Regions from separate parts of the Sus scrofa genome. Here regions 2 and 3 are each linked to region 1. Evidence: chromatin contacts called from public HiChIP or PLAC-seq and promoter capture Hi-C data. All regions are on one chromosome and are shown on one strand. The core of a region is the stretch at or near the end of the contact, and the rest is flanking DNA. Distances in the headings are between cores, read along the strand shown.

What was found. Promoter capture Hi-C pulls out the DNA fragments that hold promoters and counts their contacts. HiChIP or PLAC-seq counts read pairs in DNA pulled down with a chosen protein or histone mark.
Region 2: a promoter capture Hi-C map of liver shows a contact between it and region 1, with 12 times the contacts expected there. The contact joins the promoter of CHCHD3 here to the promoter of SLC35B4 in region 1. A contact is called at or near these places in 2 of 5 promoter capture datasets (fetal liver and liver) and 1 of 2 datasets of contacts at active chromatin or transcription factors (alveolar macrophages).
Region 3: a contact with region 1 is called in an H3K27ac HiChIP or PLAC-seq map of alveolar macrophages. The contact joins the promoter of EXOC4 here to the promoter of SLC35B4 in region 1. A contact is called at or near these places in 1 of 47 Hi-C or Micro-C datasets (heart right ventricle) and 1 of 2 datasets of contacts at active chromatin or transcription factors (alveolar macrophages).

Annotation. Positions count from the first base shown.
Region 1 is chr18:14,878,866-14,881,910 of Sscrofa11.1, reverse strand. It overlaps SLC35B4 (UDP-xylose and UDP-N-acetylglucosamine transporter), which reads right to left and starts at 1,589. Exons shown (of 10, transcript XM_013985613.2): 1 at 809-1,589. The coding sequence starts at 885.
Region 2 is chr18:16,051,163-16,054,207 of Sscrofa11.1, reverse strand. CHCHD3 (coiled-coil-helix-coiled-coil-helix domain containing 3) reads right to left here and starts at 1,569. Exons shown (of 8, transcript NM_001244176.1): 1 at 1,325-1,569. The coding sequence starts at 1,405.
Region 3 is chr18:15,905,166-15,908,210 of Sscrofa11.1, reverse strand. It overlaps EXOC4 (exocyst complex component 4), which reads left to right and starts at 1,477. Exons shown (of 18, transcript XM_021078821.1): 1 at 1,477-1,628. The coding sequence starts at 1,543.

The DNA.
Region 1 (3,045 bases), core at 340-2,839:
GACAAAAGGAAGCCCAGAAAGGCTAAATAACTTGAAACGGTCACACAGCTAGGGGATGACAGAGCTAAAGACTGAAAGTCATAACTGAGATTTTCAGTCATGAGCGTTTTCCAATCCACTTGTTGCCTTTGCTGTAACAGCTTCTACTCAATGAACTTTGCACATTATTACTCAACAGTATTTGCGTGCCATCTCCAAGCTACCCTAGTGTCCCTTTGAGGAAGTGTCAGAACCCTTCTTAATTTATTATAAGAAGTTACACCTCAAAATGAAAATTTTCTAATTCAGTATCTTAATGTTGGAAATGTTATCTCCGGTCAAATGGACCGAGCTTCCGCATAAATAAGAATTCGTTTTACCTCCTCCCTAAGGTATATTGGGCAAAGTATCCATAACCACCTGAGGCCAATTAAAGAAATGCTTTGCAGGCCACTTTAATACAACGGAAACTTTCTTTGGCGTGTGTACCAAATCAGACTTTTTAAGTCCAAGCTTTGCTCAAGTCTTAAGTGTAGCATTAACTGGAGGAACCTTGGAGTCTGCCACGAGCGCCCTGCCGACCTTGGAAGAAAAACACCCGGCTTCGATCCCCTGGAGTGTGAAAAAGGGGTGACGAAAGCAACAAGCCTAGAGTTCCCCTCGAGGTATGCTGTGAAACTATTGGGTGGGAAGAGCAGACGGTGCTCAGGCTGACTGCAGCCAACTCAGCGGTCTCACCCCAGCCTCCGCGCCCCCGGAGTTGGGGAGCGGCCGGGGGGACGGCGCGCGGAGGCGTCCCTCTTCCGGCTTCTTTAATGCGGTCACTCACCGGGCCAGGAGCTCTAGGAAGACCACGTTGCTGCAGCAGCCTGCGAAAACCAGGCCCACGGCGAAAGCCGGGTGCATGGCCGGGGCAGGGGAAAGAGAGCGAGCGCGCGGAGGAAGCAAGCGCGCGGAGAAAGCGCCCGCCTATACCGCTACCCTAGAAAGCCGGGATGCTGCCTCGCCACGGCACTGAACATCACCACCGTCCCAGAGTGCTGCTCTCCTCCGGGCCGCAGCGGTTCCCCCTCTCCCCGCTGCCGTCACTAACGCGGCCGACCAAGGAACTGTGGTTCGCAGCCTGCCGTAGACCCATTCATCCGAGGGGGCGTTCAAGTCCGGACCGGACTACACTTCCCAGGATGCCGCGCGCCCCTGCGTCAAACTGTGACGTACCCCGCCTGCGTCGGGCTGCTTCACCGGAGAGGAGAGAGGGGCAAGGTGTCCGTCATGCCTCGCGCAGTAGGAAGGCGCGGGGCTTTCTGGGAAGTGAAGTTGCAACGCTGTCACTGTTGTCTCTTCAGAGATCGCCAAGAACTCCGAAAGGGATTCGTACATCACTTTCACAATAAACTCGCAGCTGAAGGCATTAGAACTACAGGCCCGTGTTTGATTGATCCGTTGGAGGTGTTCTGGTATCTGAAAGATCTCCTGAGTTGGGAGAAAGTAGAAATGCCACAGAACTTCCTTTTGAAAAGAATATAGAACTCAGGAAGTTCTGGGATTGAATCTTGGCTCAGCCACTAATCAGCTGAGCAATCTCAGGCAACTGCTCTGAGCCTCCATCTCAGCATAGGTGAAGACGGAAACAGCAATGCCCCTCTTAACCTGGCTGTTGTGAGGATTAAAAACTATGGTCACCTGGAGATCTTGTTAAAATGCAGACTCTGATTCAGTAGACCTGCGGTGGGGCCTGAGGTTCTGCATGTCTAACAAGTTCCCAGGTGTGGAGATGCTACAGACTTGTCGACCACCCTTTGAAGAGCCTATAAAACGGTTAATTCTAGAGATTTTTTCTATCCCCCCCGCTTAGTGGCTCGGGGACTTTGTGCCAGCCAACCAGCCATCTAGGCTTTTTCCTTTAGTCTACAATCATGCTCAAATAAGTTAACTTGTCCTTCTCTTTCACTTTAACACTAGATATCTTTTAAAAGTAAGCTAGAGTCACAATCTCTGCTTTTTACTCTGATCAAAGCCAGATTATAGAAAGTGGTCTCATTTAGAGTCTCTATGATCTCAATTGTCAAAACCATATACCACAAGTTCACCTTATTTGATCTTGCAAAAGCTTTTGACAATGAAAGCCCCATCCTCTTGACAGTCTCTTGTCTATCCGCTTAGAAGACGCAAGTCTCCTGTTGCTCTTTCTACTTCTCTGACTTAACTTTTTCAGATTTCTTTTTGGGCTTTTCCTCTTCTGCCTACTGAAGTCTCCTTCCAAAGTTCTATCACTTGTCCCCTCCTACTGTTGTCCTGAACCCATTCTATTGATGACCTCATCTCTGTAACTTCATCCATCACTGTATGTAACTGTGATCTTACATGTATGTAGATGTACAGCTCCAGTCTCCTGTGTGCTTTGAATCAATGTGTCCAACTGCTTATTTGCCATTTTCACTAATATATCCTTGTAAATCCCTCAACATCCAGCATATACTGTTCATTTTCCCAAATAGGCCCTTATTTCTATTAAGGACATTATCCCCCACCTGTTCTCTTTGGGAAAAAAAACCTGAGAGATATTCACAGGGTTTTTTTCCTTCCCATTATACATTTATCACTACATCCTGTCCATTCTGCCTCACAAGTATCTCTATGAATCCAGCCTCCCCTCTCAGTTTCCATCCACGTCCTCTCATCCTCCTCACAAGTCCTCCTAGCATATCTTGGCACCTTCAGCCGCTGCCTTCTTCAACCCATTCTCCATGCTGTCTCCACAGTTTCCAAAAACAGACTCAAACTCTTCATGTCACCCTGCTATTCCAAGATGTCTGTTCCAATAATCTAGGACTGTGTGACATACAACCCCAAAACGTGATGATGCAAAATGTAATACAGAACAGAGAGATTTTTCCCTCTCTCTTTCTCTCTCCTTTCTCTGTCACACACAGTTCTGTTTGTTTACAATGTTCAACACACAGCTAGTCCATTCTCCACTGGGATTTTGGATACAGTTGTGGCCAGATGTCAGCTAAAGCTGGAGTCATCTGAAGCCTGACTGGGCTGATGAACGGCTCTCTCATC
Region 2 (3,045 bases), core at 320-2,819, 1.2 Mb before region 1:
ACCCTCTGGTGTGGAACTTTCAAAGCCTAAAAGCAAGATTAAACAAATCTCTGCACAAACCAAGAATTTACAGAAATGTTTATTTTACTCCAAAGAGTACCAACTAAACCACACAACACAAAGAATGCAGTCTCAGATATTCTACTACAAGCCATGGTACCACCCATCATCAATTAATATAAGAAAATGCTGGTCAAAGACCAAAAATTGAGTTCAAAAGCCTGAGTTTCTAGAAAAAACTTAAATTCTTCTCAAGTTAACAGTTCCAAAGTAAGAAGTTTTTTAACACCTTAAATATTTAAGAAGTTTTAATTCCTAGTAACCAATGCAAAAAATAATTTACTCATTTACTTATGCGAGATGTGTAATACCAGAGGGAAAAAAAAACAGAAAACAGTATAAAACTTCCTTAAGTCAAATTGCTTTATTTACAAGGCTCAGGTATCCTACTTCCAAAAATGTGACGCTCCCAATTCTGGCGCTGCGGAAGCCCGTGTTAATGAAGTTAGTGCTGGTATACTGACATCCTAGAGAAAAATCAAGTTTTCAGTTTATGGATCAGGCATACGCAAGGGCATTTAAAAATGTTCTCCAATGTCTCAGTGAGACCTGACTGTACTACTTCTAGTGGTATGGAAACTTGCAATCCTATCTCAAGTCCTATCGGGCTGGCGGACGCTACTCTTGAAGCAACTGGGCCCAGTCCAAAACTTAGGCATGGCAGGCTAACAGAGAAGGCGCCTGGGAAAGACAAGATGTCAAGTGCAAGGAGGGAGAAACCAGAATTCACCCAAGCCAGGGCAGAAAATCTAAGGTGTGTGTTAAGGGACTGAGTGCCGTCCCCCGTCAGTGGGAGTACTAAATGAGAGACAGCAGTTGAAGGGTTCATTAAAACGCCAATTCAACCACAGAGAAGTGATGTGGGCAATGCAAAAGCAGGGTGTGTGTCCTGAACCCAGGAGAAGTAAGACAAGCCCCATTTCACAGATGAGTACAGTAAGGCAGGGGTTCAAATAAAGTTCCACAACTACTAAGCAATACAGTCTAGACTGGACTCTGAGCCCCTGGAGGGTCTAGGTCAATCTAGCATCCCCCCAGCCGCTCCAGCACAGTGCCCAGCACTTGGCACACAACGAGGAAATATCTCTGAATGAATGTCCCAAGTCTTGAAAAACTTCAAACTTCTTCGCAAGCAACTCGGCTTCGGGCATGAAAAGACTAGGGATGCCAGACGGGGAAAACCAGGCTGAGCGGGACCCAAAGAAGGCAGAGGTAAGGGGTCCGAGTCCAAGGGCCGGCCCTCCGCCCGCCCACTGTCACTCACCCGGATGCCCTTCACCACGGTGATGTTCTCATTCTCGTCCGCCTCGAAGGTGACCCGACGAGTGCTAGCCGTCCCGCCCATAGCTTCTGCTTCTGCCCCCAGAGAGACCTAGCGCGGACCCACGAACTCTAAAGGTCCCACGCGCACACACGCGCGTGGACGCGCCCGGACTCTCGCCTTGCACAGCGGGAGCAAGGCCACGACCCCAAGAAGCAAGGAGAAGGCGCCGGTCCTGAGCTCCCGCCTCCTCCGGTCACGCGCCAAAACAAAAATGCCTCTTATTGGCCGAAAATACAAACGGCCCGCCTCTACTGGACAAGGACTCTCGGATTGGTTGGTGCAGACCCGGATGCTATGGCAACAGGTGGTGTTCGACAGATTTCCGGAGCCCCTGGCTATAGTGGGAATTGTAGTCTCCATCTGGCGCGATGGGTGCTGGGATTTTCTCGCCTTTATTCGGTGAGCGCCGTAAGAACATGGCTTTCTGGGAGTTGTGGTCTTGCCGCAGAAGAGACATCTAACTTAGCAACTTACAAGGAAGTTTAAGAAAGCACACTTTGAAGGTAGTATTCTAGGAGTTGAAAGATACAACCTCGTTCCTAAAGGAACTCACAGTTCCTTAAGGGAGGTGCACTCTCCTAATGCAACCATTCCTAGATCCCTGTGAACAAATCCCTGAGGCAAAGTGTAGTCTTTATTTTAGTTTTGCAAGTAACCACAGAACAAAACGCCGTTGTATTTGGCCTATAGCTTTATTTCGTGAGCTATGCATTTTTTTCTTTTTCGTAAAATAAAATTTTAAATACTATGGTTTTCAAATCTCCATGTGAGAAAGCAGAAAAAATTAATTATTTGCATGCAATGCATTCACTTTTCTGTGTCTCCTTCCACTTCGATTACATTAGCTTATATTAGACCGTAAGAGGAGGAGGTAGAGGAAAGTGATTGACAAATACAGCATTAATTAGTGGAGGAATTGAAACTACAACAAAGTTGAGGAGTTTTATTTCTAGGTCAGTATTTCACCTCTACAAGTTACATAAATAATGCTTAAATTATCTACATATGTATTTTCAAAATTTTATTGCTAAATACTCTCTGACATGTAAGTTTACCCATATGACCTTAGTCTTACAGAGGCATATGTACTCTCTTTAGGATTTACGTTAGCGATGATATTATCCTCAGAGAGTCCTTTTCAACATTAAAGGCAGCCAGCCACAAAACAGCATGGCAAAGGTATACACAAAAATGTATTAACATTTTTGAACTCCAATTATTTGCTGATTTTTTCCTGTAGAAATTTGTAGGGCACAGACTATGTCTTTTTCACCTCTAACTCTGGTCAGTGGCAGAGTATTGAATTTATTACTTCCCACTATTACTATTATTACTATTATTAATACTTAGTAATTACTATTATTAATACTTCCCACTGGGCCACGATGGAAACTCCTAACTGCAATTTTTATAACGTCAAGTTCAATCAAAACTCCTGGTCTTCCTGAAGCACAGCTGTGTCTTGTTTCCCAGGTTCTAGGGCATCTTACCAAGGAATCGTCCTATTCATGTGAGACCTACTCCAGTATATACAAGAACACAACAGAATATTCTCTGCAGTCTCAGGCCAAGAAGCCAGCACTCTAAGTAAAAACATTGGATGTCAATGGTCTACTTGGATGTAGAGTGGAGAACTGAGCAGTGGTTTAATTCTTCACCAA
Region 3 (3,045 bases), core at 228-2,727, 1.0 Mb before region 1:
TCTTTTTGCAGGTACTACACTTTTGATTATTGTAGCTTTTTAGTAAGTTTTGAAATCAAGAAGTCTTAATCCTGCCTCAGGGTAAAAGTGCCCAGTCCTTAGCCACTAAGCCATCAGGGAATTCCCCTGTGAGTTCTTTAATTTTATAGCCTGCTTTCAACAACTTCCCTTCATTAAAAGCCACTAAAATTATCATCTCTAGTTGCTATATATGTTGTATCCTCATGGGGATGTTCCGTAACTTAATACTTCTATGTTTTAAAAATTTCAATATTTTTTTGTATCTCTCTTTAGTATCAAAGTCCCTTGCACCAGAATTATTGGGCTAAAGGCAAGGAACTTTTAAAAAAATGATGTTTCCAACTTATTTTAAAAAATCTATTAGCTTATATATGCCTAATCAAAGTAGTGGATTTGCTATGTGCTTGCTATTTTGCAACTCTAGGACCTCTGAGTTTGCTTTCTATTCATCTCTGAAGTTCTTTTCTCTCTGGTGCTACTAAGCAGACCACTACCTTCTCCTTCTCAATATTTATTTTTCTTCTTTCTCTTCTTGCCTTCACCCTTGGCATGGGGATGTTCCTGGGCCAGGAATTGAGCTCATGCCACAGCAGTGACAATGCCAGATCCTTATCCTGCAGAGTCACAAGGGAACTCCTTAGTTTTCATCTTGTTCCTCGATTTATGCACTTTCCATTCTTACTCTAATCTTTTTTTTTTTTTTTTGTGACTGTTGTTCATTTAATCTACTGAATTAATGAGTAAGCCAGTAGAGTCATATGCAGGGCATACGAAATCATCCCAGTAAAAATATTAATAAAACACAACTGTGCATCATTACCAACTATGCTTAATTTAGCTTGGGAAGAAGGGGAATCTGCAGTCTGATCACTTTTCCTTCTTGGTATTTTTGTCTTTTCTTTATCAACATTCATTTGTGTGTTCCTGCTTGCATATTTTTTAGGATTATCTGGAAATATAAAATAATTGAATTCACACATTAAACGAATGCACAAATATTTAGTTTTTTTAGAGAATTCTAAAGAAAAGCACTTCTGTGTCTATTCATTTTCCATTTTATTGCATTTTTTAAAACTTCTTTTGTTTAAAATAAAAACTTTGTATACAGACACCAAGCATAGACACTACTTGAATATACAACCTACATAAGCACTTTGGCTTCCTCAAATAAACTTGATGTAAAAACTCATAAAATTCTAAAAACAAGAATACTGGGACAAAACCCAGGATCAGAATAAATGTAAATGAAGACATTAGGAAACTTCACGACATCGCAGCTGGATTACTTTCCCTGTGAACCCAAGAACTACAGAAGGAAACTACAATTCCCAGAATGCTTAGAGAGCGCGTCGGGCTCTGAAACTTACTGCCTCAGTCCTGCCTTCTCCCTTCAGCGATTGGATTATCCAGTTCCGCGACTCTGGACTTCTCTCCTCCCATTGGTACACTGCCCAGAGACGTCAATTACAGAGTTTATGCTTGGTTCCTTCCAACCCACCCGCTCTCCCCCCGAGTACCAAGATGGCGGCAGAAGGAGCTGGTGGGAAATACAGAAGCACAGTCAGCAAAAGCAAAGACCCCTCGGGGCTGCTCATCTCTGTGATCAGGTGAGGGAGGCAGGAGACAGGGTCAGGGACTGGGGGCAGCGGCTCGATCTCCGCTTTGGCAGGGAGAAGGGTTAGCTGGGTTCCACTCTGCTGACCCCTCCTCTCCCTCCTTGCCTCCCCCCCGAGCCCCTTCCAAGGGCTCCCAGAGTTCCTCCTTTTCTCTGGGGTTGGGCTAGGGGGAGGAGCCCGGCTTTGCACTGTTTTCCTAATTTAGGGCCAGAGCTTTCCATTAGGGCCCACGCCCTAAAATCACGCTGTTTGGGGCTCGGTAGAGAAAGCCAGGTGTGTTCACTTTGTCATACATTTATTGACTGATCGCCTTCAGCGGCGCTCACTGTGGAAGGCGCCTCCGCTTTTCTGGGTGTCAGGCCCTGGCGTCCGGAGACTCCAGTCACGAGTTGCCAATTGTGTTCTCACGTGTTGGACACCTCCAACCACCTGTGAATGGCCACAGCCTCATACTAGAACGAGCCTGTAGTGAGCTGGTAGGAGGACTCTGGGTTTGAAGGCATGCATATCCGTGTTTGATTATTGTTCTGCCTTCTTATCCAAGTCTTTTCTTAAAAAACAAAACAAAGCAGATTTCAAGTTATCCTAAATATGCATAGCATTTTCCCAGACTATATGGTGGGGATAGGAGTGGTCGACCTTTTAAGGGCCCTTTATTCTGCAAGTGAAATAAATTAAGGATGGAGGGCCCTTTTAAACACCCGTAAGGATGATACAGGGAATAACTAAAACAACCTGAATAAAACGTATTGTGACACGTTTTTACGTTGTTGGCATTTGAATTTCAACTTACGTATTTTTCATAAAACATCCCTTCCCCCGAACCCCCAAAGCTTTGGTTGTGTTCCTGGAGGGCTCCTGGAGTGTCCTGATGATCTTTTTAAAACCCAGGCCCAACTGACTTGGTAGTTAATCAGCATTTGAATGAATGAACAGATCGAATAGAGCCCGCTGCTCAAGGACTAATAAAGATCCTTCTCATGGGTATTATTTGGAGGCCTTTAATTTAAGATTATGGCATATTACATCATTATTACTAAATTTTCTTTAGGATTAAGAGGATAATTCTTCTCTGTATGAAAACATTAATATACTTGGTGGGCCATACAGAGGAAATGCTATTCTCTTGTGGACCCACAGTTTTGCTGTGAGGATACCCAGGTATTGTAAATGTTTCTCACTATACAGAAACTCCAGCTAGAGTATTTGTAGTGTCCCGTTTTAATCTCTGTGGAAATATAATACATGAATTCATTTGGATCCTTTTTTGAATCTTTTTTTTTTTTTTTTTTTTTTTTTTTTTTGCTTTATAGTCAACATTTATTTAAACAGTATGCATTTAGTGTCAGTTTGTTGTATGGTGCCTGGCACTTATTTATGTAGTTAGTAAATATTTGTCGAATGACTG